Linked DNA regions of Ovis aries: region 1 is linked to region 2. A link is a contact called in public Hi-C data. All regions are on one chromosome and are shown on one strand. Each heading gives the region's core, a stretch centred on a gene start, on an enhancer-like site or on the middle of the called end of the contact. The rest is flanking DNA. Distances are from core to core; before and after follow the strand shown. Region 1 has its middle 36 kb from the start of ZNF572. Region 2 holds the start of ZNF572 (zinc finger protein 572).

Region 1 (6,038 bases), core at 2,137-4,636, 37 kb after region 2:
GTAAAGACTAAAGGTCCCATGTGCCACAACTAAGACTGGAGAAGCTAAATGAAGAAATATCCAAAATAAATAAGTAGATAAACTTCTCGAATCCTCAGGAGTCTGTGGGACTAGAATCTGTCCATGATGCAGTGGGACGTGCCACATGGGACACCAGTGCTAAGTCCCTTCAGTCATGTCTGACTCTTTCCAACCCTACAGTCTTTTCAACCCAGGACTGTAGCCTGCCAGGCTTCTCTGTGGAATTCTCCAGGCAAGAATACTGGAGTGGGCTGCCATGCCCTACTCCAGGGAATCTTCCCGACCTAAGGCTCGAACCCAGGTCTCATAAGTCTCCTGCATTAGCAGGAGTGTTCTATACCACTACTGCCACCTGGGAAATACAATGGGATGTCCAGACCCCCACACAACTCCCCTGCCACACACCACCGCTCCAGCCCATCTTTCCCCTGAACCCCTCGGGGGTGGGGGGTGATGAAGGCATGCAGGAAAGGTGTTGCAAGAGACTGAATCAGTCTGGGAAAAAAAAGGTATCTTTCTTGACCATGGGATCAGGTTGGTCTCAGATTTTCTCAGCGGGTTCTTCCTCCAAATGTCTATAATATCAACCCCTTTTAGCCCTCCAAGTCTTGCCACATGCCTCTAGGAATTTATACTACTCTGAAACAATCATAATACAAACTATTGTACTTTCAAAGGCACATGCCTTTGCCCTATCCTTTCACGTTCTTAGTTGCTCACGAACCACAGCCATCCACATTATTAGTCTTTGCATTCCCTGCACTTAGCATGGAGCCTGCTCCCTGGGTGGCGCTTCACACGTGTTGACTAGAAGCACACACACAATGCTGTGTATTATTACTATAGGCAAGGGCACTAAATGAAAGTCTGATGGATATAAAAGGGGAATACGCATGCCTCTGCTGATGTATCTGTTTTCACCCTCCTCCTGCCTCCCTTTCTTTCTTTGGCCTTTCCTTTCATTTCTCCCCTGCATACTTCAATTCATGCTTCAGAACTCTGCCCACACCACCCACTCCAGGAACTCTTCCTCATCTCAGCCTGCAGCAGACTAAGACACCTTCCTGGAATTTTTAGACCATCTCCCTCTGCGGAACACAGAGTCATACAGGTCTCTTTATGTATCTTACCTCCTCCACTAGGAGGCCGGCTCCTTGAAGGCAGGGTCTGAGTTCCTTGTGATGCTTAGCACTGCAACACACATGGCCCTTTAGACTCAACTCATGCTCTGTGAATGCCGACCAGGTATCCAGGCACGGGTGTAACACTGACAAACTATCCCTGTGGTAGCCAGCCTCCAGATGGCTCCAATGGCCCTTCCTTCCTGGTATTCACACCTTCATATGGATTCCTCCCAAGTGAATTAATTGAGACTGGACTGTGTGACCAACAGAGCATGGCGAGATGACGTGGGACTCTAATGCCCTGGAGTATAGATTTGATCACAGAGGCATTTTCAGCTTCCTTCATGGTCTCTTGGATTGCATGGGAAGCCAGCTGCCATGTCAAGAAGGCAGTCAACGCCGGCCTGACAAATGTTCACGGCGAGAGGAAACAGCAGCAGCCACCGTCAGCCACGTGAACGGGCCACCTTGGAGATGGGTCCTCCAGGCTCTGTTAGGCTCTCAGATGACCATAACCCTGCTGGCATCTGAGGTTCAACCTTACGAGAGACCCTGAGTTGACCTGCCCTCCCATACTGAGCTTAGTTGCTCAGTCATATCCAACTCTTTGTGAGCCCGTCTCAAATTCCCAATCCACAGATACCATGATTCTTGTTGTTTTAAGCCGCTAAGTCTTGGGGCAATTTATTTTAACACAATAAATAACTGATAGAATCCTACTGTCATGAAGTTTACATTCTATTTGTTGTTTAGCCGCTGAGTCGTGTCCGACACTTTTTGTGATCCCATGGACTGTAGCCCACCAGGCTCCTCTGCCCATGGGATTTCCCAGACAAGAATAGAGTGGGTTGCCATTTCCTTCACCAGGGAATCTTCCCGACCCAGGGATCAAAGCTGTGTCTCCTGCGTTGGCAGGTGGGATCTTCACCACTGAGTCACCTGGGAAGCCCCCTTACATTCTAGTGTAAGAGATTAAATGAATAGAATTCATTTGTTCATTTATTCAATCCATACATTGCTGAGTGCTGGGATTACAGTGGCAAAAAAGACGCCGAACAAAGTCCTTGCTTTCCTGAAGTTCATGTTCTCTTGTACACAGAAATGAGAATAAACAAGTAAATTCTACAAAATACTAGGTCAGGGTGCTAAGACTAAACGAAAACTGAGCAAGCTGGTTGAGAGAAGGGAGGGAATTACGACTTGGACTATTTTGCACTAAACATTTTTCCATCTTTATCTCAACCCTTAAATCTTTCAAAGTAGGTAGTTTATCCCCATTTTACAGATGAGCAAACTGAAGATCAGGAAAGTTGAATGAGGAGGCTGATGTTACACAGCTGATAATGGGTTCACTCAGAGTGTAACCCAGGCTGAATCCAGGGCTCTTTACAGGCCCCAGACTGACCTCTGTGGACTTCCTTTTCAGCGCTCACCCTTCAGCACAGCAGGGCTGAGCATCGCTCAGGTGCTTGTAACGCCGTGGTGGAAGGAGGGCAGGGAAACGGCCTTCAGATAGGATGGCCCCAAGCTGGAGATGGGCCTAACTCTCTGCCTTTTCCAACTCTGGAAAATACCGCAGTGCTCTCAGCTTCACTGGCAGGCTAAGGAACATCCATCCCGTCCCCTCAATCTCAGCTGCTCTAGTCGTTCCCAAAAGGTGGCATCCACCCCCTCAGGCTGCTTCCTGCCCACTTCCCTTTCTGCTCTTCAGACCAAGACCTCACTGTGTCCACTGTCTCATTCATCCTTACTCCCCTGGTGCCTCTTGATTCTCTTTTTTTTTCCTCCTTTTCTTGTGCCAAGACCACTAGAGGGAGCTATACTAATATACTATACCGGCTGCTTACTATGTGCCAAGCTTCCTATTCTCTGTGCTGCTCACGCTTGATTTCACTGAATGCCCGTGACAACGCTTTGTAGAAGTCCCATTATTTTCCTCGTTGAGGTTAAGGCTTAAGGTCATTCGGCTAGTAGGTGGCAGGGTTGGGATTCGATCCCACGACTCTTTGAATCCAGACTTCATTCTTTGGCCAAGAACACCCACTGGTTGGAAAAGAGCTCTGAAAATGGGTGATTTTTTGCATTTAATATTAATTGCATGTAATATTCTTTATAATTCTTATTAACTAATGATTCATTTGAAAAACATTTATTAAGGGCCTGCTGTGTGTTAAGCCCTGTGCTGTGATCGAGTCAGGTGTGGGTTATCATGGAAGTGGAGAGGGATGCTGAGCAGACTGGCAAATCAGGGCTGCCACTAGGTGATGCTAAGCGGAGGCTCTGACAGTCTTGGAAGTGCCAGGCAGCAGAGTGAAGGAATAACATTGGCAAAGTCAGGGAGAGGGGACTGAGAAGGGCTTGTTTCAGCATGTGATTGGAGCTTACAGGGAAGGGCAACGAGATTAAGAGATGAGCAGTGCTAGATCAGTGCTGAGGTAAAGGATCTGCTGTCTATCAGAAAGTGATGGAGCATGATTTAAGGGTTTTAGATAAGGAACTGATACAATCGGATTTGCAAAACAGATTTGCTATTTCGTCAGTGGTATGGATGATAAGGGGAAGACCAATTAGGGAGGATACTGCAATGGTTTGGGCAAGAGATGATGACTAGAGAAAAGACAGCAGTGGAAGAATAGTGGGAGAGGTTTACGAGAAGACTGGTTAAGACCTGGCAACTGCTTGGGTGTGGGGGCAGTGGAAAAGGCAGGCACGGAGACTGAGTCATCCAGGTTCCTGGCTTGGGCAAGTGGGTGGACGGTGGTATTGTGTGCTGAGAAGGGAACCAGGAGGTGGTGCGGGTTTAGGAGAGAGATACTGCCATCTTCTTATCCCCAGGCTCCTTAGGGCCATCCTCATTTCGGATGCAGTAAGGAGACACAAAAGGCTGATGTGATTTGCTCAGATCCACATGGCCACCCTCATGGCAGAGTGAGACTCAAACCTAGCTCTATTTATGGAAAAATTAGTCCCCCACGCCTCAGCAGATTTGCTTTGCAAGGAATGTAAGGAGAGCTCAGTACAGAGTAATGTGTGGCAAAGCAAACATTTACCTACATCAATTCTCCATTTTATATTCATTCATTCACTTGACAGATTTACTGAGCAGCTCCCATGTGCCATGCCTGTAGGGTTGCAGTGGGAAATAGAACAGGCAAGAACCCTACCCTAACCTACCACATCGACCCTGAAGTCTAGTTGGGGAGACAGGAAACATGCAAATAAGTAAATCCATACATAATAAACTGTCAAGGGAAAAATGAGAAAGAGACTATGGGTGCTATTTTGGGCAGAGTAGTTGATATAGGATTTTCTAAGGCATGGTATTTGATCAGATCTGATCAAGATTTGAGTGATGATGGGAAATCATGCAAATATGGGGAAAGTGGGCTCCCAGCAGAGGAAATGTCAAGTGCAAAGGCCCTAAGGCAGGAACAAGCTTGGACACTCAAAGGATCATATGCCTGTGTTCCAAGAAAAGAGTAAGGAAGAGAGTAAGGTGGGAAGTAAAATTGGAGGCAGGGGGCCAAACCCTGTAGAGCTTGTTAGACATGATCAATAGTCTGGATTTATTCTAGGTATGACAGGAAACTCTTTGAGGTCTGGAGCTGGGCTGTGACATCATCTATCCATTTTTGTTTTTAAGTAAACAATTTACTTTTTCCATTCCTGGGTCACATTATTCTTTTTTTTTATTTTTTAATTGAAGGATAATTTCTTTTGCTGAATTTTGCTGTTTTCTGTTAAACCTCAACATGAGTCAGCCATAGGTATACATATATCCCCTCCCTCTTGAAACTCCCTGCCATCTCCCTCCCCATCCCACCCCTATATTTCAAGATACTTGTGGATTTACATGCAGCTGCAAGAAAATACCAGAGGCGTGATGCCCAGCCAGTCTCCCTCCCGCGCCGGGCTGTGCTGCCCCCTTCCGGGCTTGGCGCGCCCACTGCTGGGCGGGCAGAAGCCGGCATGCGAGGAGGCGGGATGCAGGTTGAGGGAGCTCACTGATTTAAAAGGACGGAGGTTGCCTAAGCTCCCCCTGCCCTCCCTGCTCTCAGTCCCCTTAGCCTGCTGCTCCGCGTTCTCCTCTTCTTCGATCAACCGGATCTCTTTGTTGACGGCATCCAGCTGCTCCTGCAGCATCACAGTCAGAGTCTCGGCATTTTCCTGCCTGCTGGGCGACAGCTGAGTGGCCGAGCTGAAGAGGGTGACCCTGTCGCCCTCGCCGTCAGACACGCCCTCGTCACTCTCGAACGCCTGGGCCACGCTGGCCAGCACGCTGGCTTGCTGTGCGCGCTCCCAGTTCTGCTCCTTCGGGGTCTGCACCTTGGACGGCTCGTCGCGCAGCGCGGCCAACCGGCCTTTCTGAGGGCGCCGCAGCACCGCCCCATTGCCGGGGAGTCTGCCGGCCGGTCCGCCACAGGGAACCTGAGGTCCAGGGCGCTGCCCAAGCGGGGTCGGCCGTGGTGGAAGGGAGCCCCTCGAGGTCTCGTCTGGTCCAGTTCAGCTCTCAGGGTTTCCAGGTTTAGAATCAGCTGGTCCTGCTGCAGCTCCTTGTTCTCCTCCTCCAGGTGGGCCTCCATCTGGCGCAGCCTCTCCTCGATGCTGCCGTGTCTCTCCCGCGTCGCAGACGTCCCGCTACAGTTTTGTGTTCACGTCCTCGGACTTGAGGAGGTCCTTCCTGGCTGTGTCCAGGTCCGCCTCCAGCTCTGTCACGTGGGCAGAGAGGGAAGCCAGGTGCTCCTTCATCTGGCTCTGCTCCCATGACTGCTTGTCTGTGACTTCCTGGAGCACGATCACCTTAGCCAGGTCTTCCTCATGGCTTAGAGTGCTGTAGGTGGGTCTCTTTCCATTGGCGCTTGGCATGTTTTCTGGCTCGTGATTTACATCAAG
Region 2 (6,298 bases), core at 1,290-3,789:
AATCAAATTAAAGTCTGTCTCATTCTAATGCCCTGATTTTTCTATACATTCTACAGCATGTCTTAAATTCCTAAAGGATTCAGATCTTCTTGATCTCTCACCTGTAATAGTGCTTTTCAAACTCTCCTTTGTGAAGCCATTAGAATCTGAGACCAATAGTTTTTGCTCTTGTTCCATCACAATGATCAGTCAGATTAGGGATCAGAAATCCTGTAGAAGGAAGCAAGTTATGTTTAAAGGCATTTGTTAACATTTCTCCTTTCTTCCTTCCAACCACTGCAACACAACAACTGTTAAGCACTTAATGTTCTGCGGACCATACTGAACATAAGAAACATGGGCTTTTGAAATCCTTTCAGAAAATCTAACCTCAGATTCAAGTTATAACTCAATTTACCTTTCCCAGGGAAATAATTTAAAAATTAAACCTTTGCAATAAAGTCAGAGGATCAAGGTTTAAAAATAGAATAAATATTAATACTGTCCACTTGGAACTCAGAAACACTTTTGGTTGAAAAACTGAAGTAGTTTTTTGGAAAAGGCATCAATAGTAAGACTTCAGGAATCGATATGCAGGTATAAGAAGCAGCCTAAGAGAAACTGTTTAGTTTACAAAGAATAAGTGGGTCCTTGTCAGAAGGATGAAACCTTTGAAGTTAATTTAAAACAAAAGTTAGGATTTACTTGACTAGTAACAATAAATTCAGACAAAGTAGAGCTAAAATAATTACAGCCAATAATCTCTAAATATAAAAGGGAGGCTAACAAGGGACCTCTTCCTTGTCTCTTACTCTCTATCATAATCACAATATCCCTTTCAGCCTAAGCTTTATCTTCTGGACCCAATTACAACCCCTGACCTGCTTGAGGGACTGGAAGGCAATTATATATGCACTTGGCATCCACTTCAGGATATAAAAAAATAGCACAATTCAAGAAAAATGGGAGCTTAAAAGAAGGCACACACATAGAAAATAAAAGACATACTTTTCAATCTATTACTGTCTATTATGTGTCATGCAGTGAACCAGATACCTTACACATAACATTTCTCATGTAATTCTTACAAGAGCTCCCTGAGGTGTATAAAAATATTGCTCTTGTTATTTAGCTCCTAAGTCATGTCCAACTCTTTTGCAACCCCATGGACTGTAGCCCACCAGGCTCCTCTGCCCATGGGATTTCCCAAGCAAGAATACTGGAGTGGGTTGCCATTTCCTTCTATAGGGGATCTTTCCCAACCCAGGGATAGAACCTGCATCTCCTCCATTAGCAAGTGGATTCTTTACCACTGAGCCCTCAGGAAAGCCTTGTATAAACAGGTACCAGAATGTTATAGGTGAACAAAACAGACATTAAGAAACTTTCCCAAGGTCACACAACCAGAACTTGGTAGAGCAGGATTCAGTCCCAAATTTGTTGGACACTGAATTTAATACTCTTGTCTATTATAGTAAACAAGTAGAGAAGAAAGCAGAAACTGGGCATAATTCCAACCAGCAAATGATCAGGACTTTTATTTTGTAATATATTGACTTCCATCAACAGCACCTCCCCTACTGCCTGCACCATAAGCCTTTGTGGGATCTTAGTTCTCCAAATAGGGATTGAACTCCAGGCCCTGCAATGAGAGTGCCAAGCCTTAATCACTGGTCTGCCAGGGAATTTATATATTGACTGCATTTTTAGAAAACCAATTTATATCCCTAGACCTTATATCAAAAGAAACTGACATTCTCTAAAGCACCTTCAATATACATGAAACTTGTATAAATTACAAGTATGCCCAATGTTTGTGTAGGGAAAAAAACATACACCTGAACGAAAAAAAAAAATTGTTCAAATGGAATATGTTTTACCATCTGAGTTACATACTTCTGTCACAGTCCTTACAAAAAAAGCATTAGTCTACGTAAGATACCCGTGCTACCATTTTCCCTGCTAAGAAACTTAATTTTGGTAACAGAGGAGCCCTCAGGAACACTGGCTCAGCACAACAGTAGCAAACTTAAGGCCACAGTTGGTATTAAAAGGCTGTCCCTAAGATGTCACGCCACAAAGGCTGTTTTTACTGCCTAGAGCAAAAAGGTAACTAGGAACGGGGCAGTGCTTCGGCTTAAAGACTCCCAAAGAAAACGCACTGCCTGAAGCTTAGCTTTAAAAAGCGCCGGCTGGGAGCACAGGTCGGGTACACTGCGGTGAGTTCCAGGGGAACAGATCGTCTGCAGTCGACACGGTCCTTCCAGGGACGTCGCGGGGGAGGGAGGCGCGGTGGCCCGAGCTGCTGGAGATGCTGGGCCTTCGCCCTTCACAGCAGCGGCAGTCCTTTGCAGGATGAACATTGCAGCCTGGGCGACGCAGCTTCCGCTCCTCCTACCCGAAACCCTCGGCTCCGTCCCCCTCCCCGAGAAGGAACTCACTGTTCTGGGGGCTACATACAAGGCGCCCCGCATCCCCAGCAGGCCCGGGACTAGGAGTCCATTCTACTTCTGACTCCACCAACCTAGGGCCCTAACCTCTCAAACCCGGAAGTCAGAAACAGGAAGTTCCCCCTTCTCCCACAGTGAGCTTGATGGAGCCTCTCTAGAAAACAGTGATGGCTGGCTCTCGTTGATCTTAACCCTTAGGGTCCCGGACAAGAAGGAGTGTGCCGGTGGTATTCCTCTTCCTTGTGGACACGTCTGCCGACTTTGATTCGCATCCCTCACATTTATCAGGTACCTTATAATAGGGGACCGGTTGGAGCTGATACTTCTCCTTGCCATCGGGGCATCATCAGATTTCTCATCATCACTGGAATTAAAATAAAGCGAGTATTTGTTAAGCGCCGACTCTGTTCCCACCGCTGTGAACTGGGAGGTATATTTAGCCATCTGTGAAACAGGGAGCGAAGGCATCCATCCACATATAAAGCAACTAGTTTACGTTGTTGTTTTATGTTTTATATGTTTTATAGAGGCAACGTTATGAATAATATTTGGTGAAACAAACTCTCCTCTTTCATTACAGAGAAACTAGAAATCAATCCCTTCATTTCCCCCACATCAATCTAAGCCTTCACTGCAACCATCTCTTCCTTCCCTCCAATTACAACAGCGGATTGGTCCTTCGCATTTTAAAGGAGCCCTCCACTGCCGGTCACTTTCCTTCCTACCTTCATGGGATCCGTACACTATCAACTAAACTCCTAACTCTCCCAACCACCATCCCCAAATAGTCCTTCAGTTTCTTTCTTATTTTTAAACGCCTGACGTTTCCATTTTATGATTTCCCACTCATGTTTTAACTCATTTCTCCTGTAGTAAAGAAAACAATAAATCACTAAGATCATCAATGACCTCTGCGTTCTTAGCACATTAGTATTTTTTGGTTCCCAAGTCCTCTTTCAGGAGTTTTGACACTGCTTTCTTCTAGAAACACTCTTTTGAGGGGACACTGCACACTCCTCACTGTCCTCCAACAACTCCAGTCAGTCCTGTCAAGCCTGTGTGTGCGCATGTGCTCAGTCATGTCTGACTGCAACCCATGGATGGTAGCCCACCAGGCTCCTCTCTCCATGGGACTTCCCAGGCAAGGATACTGAAGTGGGTCGCCATTTCCTTCTCCAGGGTACCTTCCCAACCCAGGAACTGAACCCATGTCTCCCAAGTCTCTTTCATTGGTAGGTGGATTCTTCACCACTGAGCCACCGGGGAAACCCCTCACTTCCAGGACCCAGGGACAAAGACCAGCCAAATTCTTGTTATACAACAGGAACCAATCCAGTCCTTCTTCCCTGCATCCTTCCAATTGCCTCAGATGGTGAAAAGTGCCCCACCACTGCTGATTCTCTGCCACTATCAACACCACCACCACCACCACCACAACCACCAAGAGGAAGAAACTCCTCTCTGCTCTTTTCCACAGTCCAGGAATACTCATGTGTCTGAGAGATAAACTTGGTACTTGCTATGGTGCGAATTGTGTCCCTCACCCCAATTCACATGCTGAAACACTTAAACACCCAATGTGATGGTATTAGGAGGTGGGGCCTTTGGGAAGTAATTGGGTCTAGACGAGGTCATGAGAATGGGACCCTCATGATGGGATTAATGCCTTTATAAGAAAAGGCACCAAAGATTGATATTCCCCTCTCCCCTCATCACACATCCTCTCTCTCCATACCATGTGCGGGCACATATTGGCACCCTGATCTCAGACTTTCGACTTTCAGAACCATAAAGAAGTAAATTTCTGTTGTTTAAGCCACCCAGGATATATGGTATTTTGTTGATCTGATTACATGAGCAGAGCAGCTCATACTAAATTGTCCATTGTCAGGTTTTATCCTTTGCAGGGATATTTAAACCAGAAGGTGGTTTAAAAGATGGAATCCCTGATTTGCAAATGGGGCAAGGCCATGTCATGAAAAGCAGCATGATGTCCTAATCAGCAAGTTCTTTGCCTCACCTACAAGATTTGTGACTCTTAAGTAAGAGATCAAACCTTAGCCACAGTGACTTGGGTGTGATGATGTGCGTCTTCCCAGGTCAGAGGATTACTTATTTTCAGTGGTGGGCTTTCCGGTGCTTTCAGCAGATCTTTGGCTCCTTTTTTTTTTTTTTTTTCCCCATCATCTCTCCCCCCACTTCTCCCTGCATTATTTGGCCTGAGAATATGTGCCAAGAATTTCTACTGAAATAATCCCTGCTCCAAGTGCCCATGACTCAGCACCTCCAGGGTGGGTTCTAATGGAATACAGACTCAGTTTAAGGAATATGTATGAGCTGGCACAGAGCACCAAAGATATCGGAAACCAAAAACCATAAATTTCCAAGGCAGAGGACCATTTTATTGAAACAGATGCCAAACAAACTGCAACATCTTTTTTTCAAAATGGGTGGGAGGGATGGGTGTTTGGGTTGGGAAGGAAAAGAAATGTCTGCATGGATTTTATTCTGGTACAGGGAGTAAAGGGGATCAACAGCTCAGAGTCTAGATTGTCCCTTTCTCATACTAGCCTGGAATGCTCCCTCCTTGGTCACGTTAAATGCTCAGAATTCTAAACTGTCAGCAGGTGGCTCCAGAGGCAGCTGTTTGGTGAAACTGCCACAGTTTAGTTCAGTTCAGTTCAGTCGCTCAGTCATGTCCGACTCTTTGCGACCCCATGAATCGCAGCACGCCAGGCCTCCCTGTCCATCACCAACTCCCAGAGTTCACTCAGACTCACGTCCATCGAGTCAGTGATGCCATCCAGCCATCTCATCCTCGGTCGTTCCCTCCTCCTCCTGCCCTCAATCCCTCCCAGCATCAGAGTCTTTTCCAATGAGTCAACTCTTCACATCAGGTGGCCAAAGTACTGGAGCTTCAGCTTTAGCATCATTCCTTCCAAAGAAATCCCAGGGCTGATCTCCTTCAGAATGGATTGGTTTTATCTCCTTGCAGTCCAAGGGACTCTCAAGAGTCTTCTCCAACACCACAGTTCAAAAGCATCAATTCTTCAGCACTCAGCCTTCTTCACAGTCCAACTCTCACATCCATACATGACCACTGGAAAAACCATAGCCTTGACTAGATGGATCTTAGTCGGCAAAGTAATGTCTCTGCTACATTCCTCATTAAATCCTATTCATTTTAGATCTTAGAACAGATACTATTGACTTTTATGATACTCATTTGTCAAAAAAATCTATTCAATCTAGGGAGGACTATATAGATAACTCTTTAAGTCTCTCTGCCTGTGCTTCACAGTGTACTAATTTAGGATAAGCAAACTCTGAAAGAGAGGTGATATTATCAGCTTTACCTCATGAAAGAAGTACCGCACTGGATTTCTCTTGGAGTTGGTTCAGAAAGTACTTTTGGGGATTTCCCTGGTGGTCCAGTGGTTAGGACTCAGTGTTTTCATCGTCAAGGGCCTGGATTCAATCCCTGCTTGGGGAACTAAGATCCCAGAAGCCATGCAGCATGGCCAAAAAATAAAAAGTACTTTTTGCAAAGAATCATCTCACCTGACATCAGATGATCACTTAAACTGGTAGGTAAACAGGCATTTACAATAAAGTAAAGTAGTTATGAAAATACTCAATATTGTAGACCATCCTCTTAGGATCCATTGTGAATACATCAGACTATCTTTGGTTATCTTTGATTGGCGCTACCGGTAGTTAGTTTGGCAAGGGCTATGAACTGAATTGTCTTCCCTTGAAGTTTGTATGTTGAAATCTCAACCCCCCAGTGTGACTATATTTGAATACAGAGCTTTTAAGTAGGTAATTTGGGTTAAATGAGCTCATAAAGGTGGGATCCTGATTCAATA

Evidence for each region. Hi-C and Micro-C count contacts between places; a contact is called where the count stands out from the background.
Region 1: a Hi-C map of hypothalamus shows a contact between it and region 2, with 4 times the contacts expected there. The contact joins the enhancer-like site here to the promoter of ZNF572 in region 2. A contact is called at or near these places in 4 of 16 Hi-C or Micro-C datasets (hypothalamus, omental adipose tissue, skin fibroblasts and 1 more).

The regions. Positions count from the first base shown.
Region 1 is chr9:28,246,520-28,252,557 of ARS-UI_Ramb_v3.0, forward strand. It overlaps the pseudogene LOC105611789. Among named protein-coding and RNA genes, the nearest start is that of ZNF572, 36 kb to the left of the region's middle. Within about 2 kb of position 3,387, at least 11 of the 54 cell types and tissues checked have an H3K27ac peak or open chromatin away from gene starts, as enhancers often do. A contact at or near this core is called in hypothalamus, where this site is marked.
Region 2 is chr9:28,210,718-28,217,015 of ARS-UI_Ramb_v3.0, forward strand. It overlaps ZNF572 (zinc finger protein 572), which reads right to left and starts at 2,540. Exons shown (of 3, transcript XM_042254142.2): 1 at 2,440-2,540; 2 at 102-210. The coding sequence starts at 177.